2 separate regions of the Ovis aries genome follow, and region 1 is linked to region 2. A link is a contact called in public Hi-C data. All regions are on one chromosome and are shown on one strand. Each heading gives the region's core, a stretch centred on a gene start, on an enhancer-like site or on the middle of the called end of the contact. The rest is flanking DNA. Distances are from core to core; before and after follow the strand shown.

The links. Hi-C and Micro-C count contacts between places; a contact is called where the count stands out from the background.
Region 1: a Hi-C map of hypothalamus shows a contact between it and region 2, with 3 times the contacts expected there. The contact joins the promoter of FGFR2 here to the enhancer-like site in region 2. A contact is called at or near these places in 2 of 16 Hi-C or Micro-C datasets (hypothalamus and tail adipose tissue).

What each region holds. Positions count from the first base shown.
Region 1 is chr22:41,089,632-41,092,470 of ARS-UI_Ramb_v3.0, reverse strand. FGFR2 (fibroblast growth factor receptor 2) reads left to right here and starts at 1,442. Exons shown (of 17, transcript XM_060404525.1): 1 at 1,442-1,886.
Region 2 is chr22:40,711,223-40,714,024 of ARS-UI_Ramb_v3.0, reverse strand. No RefSeq gene overlaps it. Among named protein-coding and RNA genes, the nearest start is that of WDR11, 350 kb to the right of the region's middle. Within about 2 kb of position 1,309, at least 13 of the 54 cell types and tissues checked have an H3K27ac peak or open chromatin away from gene starts, as enhancers often do. A contact at or near this core is called in hypothalamus and tail adipose tissue, where this site is marked.

The DNA of each region.
Region 1 (2,839 bases), core at 193-2,692, 380 kb before region 2:
GACTGATCCAGGTTAAAAGACTTGACCAAAAACCATAGCCTGCCCCTAAGCATAGGAACTGATTATTTTATTTTGCTTGAGACTCAGACTATTACTTTTGCTGTCACATTTCCAGAACAGAATTTCAGAGCCATTCGCCTGAAGCATTTCAACGGATCTGTACTCTTGGTGTTTCGGTAATTTTACATAAAAGTTCTCTGAGAGGTATTGTGAAGAAGAATGATTTTCTAATGATGTGGCACCCTGAAAAAATATTTTCGTAAATGTTGTGAAGTGTGCAGTGTCAATGACCCATAAGCAACTGCCTTTCTAAATGCAGGAAAAGTCGATTTCCCAGGTCAATTTGGTACTGCTGCTCCATCCATCTTTAGGACTCCAAAGCACTTCTGGGTTTAATGACCTTTTCTAAGAAAAAATAATTAAGGTTTTTATCTATATTGTCTTGGACTTAAGGCACCACTGCTTGGGAGCTGGATGAGTGGGGAAGGAGAGCAAGTATGTTAAAGAATAAATTATCCCGTAGACACAGCCTAGTGGAAAAGGTAAATGGAAGATATGAACTTTAACCAGTTACAGCTTGGCATTTAGTTGAAGAATCTTAAGATTCAGAGAGAGGAATTGATTTGCTTAAGGTCATACAGCTATTTATAGCAGAGTTGAGTCCTTAGAATCTTCCGAATTTATTGATCCAAATACATAGCACCAAACACTATTTTTCCCCCTCAGTTTTGAACTTTTCCCTAAGACAGCCAGATTCAAAGTCAGGCTCAGCTGCTGCCATTAACCAGCTGGTTAACCCTGGACAAATAACATCTCTCAACCTGTTTCCTTAGCAGAAACTGGGACTATTACTCTGCAGGGTGGCTGTGCGGTTGAAAAAGGAGACTCTACTCCGTGCGCCCTGCCTATAGCAGAACCTCCGTAAACACTCGCTTCTCTGCTCATCGCTATCGTTTTGATGGGCAGACAGGCATGCCCCAGGTTACTTTCTCTCGTCTCAAAGTTTCAGTTGCATTCTATTTCTCCCCCACGCGCCCCAATACCACGCAGATGCAGTTTAAAGTCTCGTGGCCGCGGGTAGGGGTGGGTAGAGAGCAGGCTTTCTGTCATTTGTTTTGACTTGAAACGAGACAGCGTAACGTAACCACCCGGCAAACCGTGGATCAGGCGAACTGCCCAGGGGAGGAAGGGGGCGCGGGCCCCGGCCGCATCCACGGAGGATGCTGCCTGCTGCCCCTCTGCGCCCCGGTGCGGCCCGGGGCCCCTCGCCCTCCCCGCCGGGGTCTCGGGGCCGCTCGCAGGCGTCGGGAGCCGCGCCGAGTCGGGGCGGCGGGGCGCGCGGCGCTGATTGGCAGAGCGGGCGCCGCCGTCCAGGAAACGGCTCGGGTTTCAGCGGGGGCGTGACCCGCCGGGAGGGGGCGGCGGCGGCGGCGGCAGCCTCGGAGAACGCCGCGGAGAGCCGAGCCGGCGGGCGGGCGAGCAAGGGAGTGAGCGCGGCCGCCACAAAGCTCGGGCGCCGCGGGGTCTGCGCGCGGCGTAGCTGGCCCGGCGCGGCGACTCCTTTCCAGGCTGGCGGGGCCCGGGCGCCCCGAGGCCGCGGCTTTCCTCCGCGCTCCAGTCGTTCGCAAGTTGCGAGCGAAGTTTGGTGGAGGAAACGCCAAGCCCAACTCCTTTCTTCCTCCCGCTCCCCAAATCCGAGCGCAGCCCGCGGGCGTCATGCCTGCGCGCCTCCGCAGCCTGGGGTGCGCGTGAAGCCTCGGAACTTTGGCGCCGGCGAGGACCACTTTTTTTTTTTTTTTTTTTGCTGGGAGTTGGTCGTTTGCTCCATCCCGACCCACGCTGGGCGCGGGGACAGACCCGATCGCCGGGGATCGTTGCCATTCAAGGTAATCGCCGAGTCGGGCGCCTCGGGGGAGCTTCGCGGGGCGGGAGAGTGGGTGCAGTGGAAGCCCGAGACACCCGGTGCACGGCCTCCGGAACGGAGGGCTGGCCCTGTGGAGGCGGCTCCCTGTCCTTCCTCTTTGGCTGCATAGGTGATGGGGGAGCTGGGTGCCTGCTGACGGCTGGCGTTTGGGCAGTGCTGCCGCTTCCACCCCCATCCAGATGCTGACATCTGCTTCTGGCGCTGACACCCCCCGCCCCCGCCCGCCTCCCTGTCAAACTCCGGCCGGCGCACTCCCACTGGCGGGGCGCGATCCTCCGACCCCAGAGCTGGCGGGCGAGCGGCGGGGCAGCCTCGCTGGTGGCATAGCCCGGTAGGTCCCAGACTCGGAGGGGACATCGTCGAAGGTGCCTCGTTCCGAGGCCCGGGGAGCCCCCACTCCGTTCCATCCAGGCCCGGGCCGGGGACCCTTCCCCGGGAGGGGTCCGCTGAGGTGGGGCTGGCAACACCTCTGTAGGGTAGGCGAGGGCTCGGGGCGGGGGGTGGCACTCTGGGAGGGGGGCTGCTCCGGTTCCCCGATTGCAGTGCCCTTCGGCCTCCCTGGCCCGCAGCCGCCGTCTCGGCTGGAGGGAGCGCGGCTCGCCTGGGGCTAGGGGGCGAACTGGACCGACTTTTTCTAGTTCGCTGCCTGCTCTACCGGCAGCAGCTCGGAGATGTCGAAAGCGCAGGCGAGTTCTAACTTGCGCGCTCATTCTTTCAGCTCCAGGGCCGCGCCGGGGAGTCAGCCGAGGGCTGGGCCCGGCGCTGGCTCCGACCCTCGCGGCCACCGGGCCAGGCGAAGGGGTCCGGCTCGGGGCCGTGGAGCCTCAGCCGCTCCCCTCGCCTCCCGCTCCTTTGCAAACTCTTCTCCGGACCTTCCTTCCTCTCGCCCAATTCAATAAAACCACCCTTAAAGGC
Region 2 (2,802 bases), core at 60-2,559:
AGAAAGATTATGCAGAACTCTTCACTGAAGATATCTGGGCCCCTGCTCTCGGTGTGCCACTGGCCAGCTTAGGAGTGATGCCTCCAGACAGATAGCCATCTTATTATTTCCCTTCCTTCCTGTCTCCTGTGGGTCTCTCTAAGCCCTTCCAACTTCACCCTTACTGCATCCTATGTTCAATATTTAGGTGCGACACTGCTTTTACTTCCCTCTGTGTTGATAATGCCACAGCGAGCTTCTTGCAAATTAGCACTCCCCACCTGACCCAAGCTTCAAGTAGTTGTGTTTAGTTTAGCTACAGTCCTGGGTGCACTGCAGATTTAACGCCTTACCCGAGCTGTCTGGAAGCACTCAGATTCGTGAGGGGTCTACTTGCTGGGTTTCACGTATGAGAAGAGGCTCACCCCACCCCCAGCCCCCCACGGGTCTCTGCTACGGTATCATAAAAAACAGGCAATCAGAGGGCAGCGTCCTCTCAGCAGTCTGCAGCGGGCGCAGCCGCGCTCTGAGACCGGACCATTCTGCTGAGTTTGCCCAATGAGCCGCTTCGGGAGGCCAGTTGGCAATAACAACAAATTGGGTCAAAAATAATTCCCCGCCTGTTTCTTGAGTTTCTTTTCTTTCCCAGAGAGATGGAAGAGGTATGTGCAATTAAAAACGAGGCATCTTCTTTCTGTGAGCACGTAAAAACACACTGAACTTCAGGGGTCGTGAAAAACGCTGGACTCAGCAACCTAACCACAGATCCGGAATACCTACGCGCTCCGTGCCTTTGTAGAATGTCCCAGCTCATTCTTTTCGGATAATCCCAGCCTGGATCTGAATTATACCCCGAGGGATTCTTTCCCACGGACTCTGCTATTATTGGGGGAGCCCTGGTTCAGCCACCCGGCAGTCAGAGCAAGGTCATTCTGTGGTGTTGGCATGCACACATCCATGGTACCCAGTGTCCTTTCTGCTCCAAAGACAACAGTTTTCTCTGGTTCAATCCTGTTCCTTTGTTTCACAAGTTAATGGTGGGGGAAGCAGCCCCACTCCAGGCAGCGGAGGGATTTGAGTTTCTGGGTCAGCGGGTGATGACTTCCCTTTGCCATGCCTGGCAGGCAGCCTTTGGAGGAGGCTGCCTTAACACTGACATGTTTGGTAACTTGAGGAAGGGATGGAGCAATCCGTTATCTGTTTGCATATCGCTGAGCAAGCCTCATACTCGGAGTGGCCATCTTGAATTGATTGCTCCAGCGACATAAGTCAGAGGCGAGCTCTGTGCCAATCCTGCCTGTCAGCAGATGGCTCCAAATGAGGTCATTGTTTTGACAGTTTCACAAAAGAACCTCAAACAGTCTGGACAAACCCTTACACATGTTGGATCATCCGGAACAGTTGTGAGGTTAAAAAAATGAACTTGGACCATAACCTTGGGAAGTGGTGAAACGCCACCGAAGTTTCTCTCTTGACTCCTCACAGGCAGGGAACCTCCGAGCTGGGCTGGAAAAGATTGGTCTCATTCCTCTCCCAGCCTCCTCCAGTTCTGGGTGTTAGAACTGCTTGGGTGGCAGGGATGATCTGATTAGAGGAGGACAATTATTTCAAACCTCAGTGATTGTAAGCTCCATTGAGAAGCCTCTTGGCAGCCTGGATGCTGATATTCTTGGAACGCTCTGTATTTTTCACCAGTTCCAAGAGTGTATGTGTAGCAAGTCACGTGACCCCAAAGTAACATTGGAAATTCATAGAGTGGGAAGCATCCACTGGGACTACTTATCATTTAGGTTGGGAAACTGGGCAGGCATACATCTTTCTGAGTTTTTTGAGGGGGTGACCACTACTACCTGGCTTCTACATTCTGCAGCCCCTGACAGCAACACGTGACTCCTTAGCACTGATCCAGCTTAACTTAGTCCATCAAGCTTGCACCTGAGGGAGGGACATTACCCTGTCTTAGATTTGTATGCTCCTCAGAACTGCAGTCAAAAGTGACCACACTTCCCTCCTCCTTGATCTGGCAGAAAGAGGCCTGGGTTTGAAGGATGTCTTCTACACGTAGTTTCTAGTTCTAGAAACTCACGAAGGCAAAAAGTTGTGTTCTGTGTTTGTATTGGTTTCCTACAGCTCCCATAACAAAGCATCAGAAGCTAGAAGGCTAATGAAACAGAAACCTATTCACTCACAGTTCTGAAATCGAGGTTTTGGCAGAACTGGTTCCTTCTCGGAGGCTCTGAACAGAGGAGAATCTGTTCCATACCTTCCTTCCAGTGGCTACTAGAAATCCTTGGTGTTCCTTGGCTTCTGGGGGCATAACTCCAATCTCTGCACCCCTTCATACGGCAATTGCTTTGTGTTACCTGATATTCAAATTTCTCTTCTTATAAGGACACCTATCACTGAATTAGATCCCATCATAATCCAGTATGGCCATCTGCAAAGATTCTATTTCTGAATGAGGTCCCATTCACAGGTACTATTAGGGTTAGGACCCGAAGATGTCTTCTTGGAAGAGACCGTTCAATCCACTGCAGGGTCAACTCCCAAGTCCATCCCCAGGGCCCCCTCTTGCCACCAGTAGGCCTTTGGCAGATCAAGGAATTTTTAGGTCTGAGTTTCTTCCTCTGTGGAATGAGGACCCTGAATTAGATGGTCTCCAATGGCTTGCCCTCTGCCCGTATGCTCCTGTTCCTGGGTGTTATTGCATATGTTCTAGGGCATCTTCATCTGCATAGGGATAAATGTCAACCCAGGGGGGACTCAAATTTTAAATGTGAATTTCTATGTGGAATCTAGAAAAATGACATAGATGAACCTATA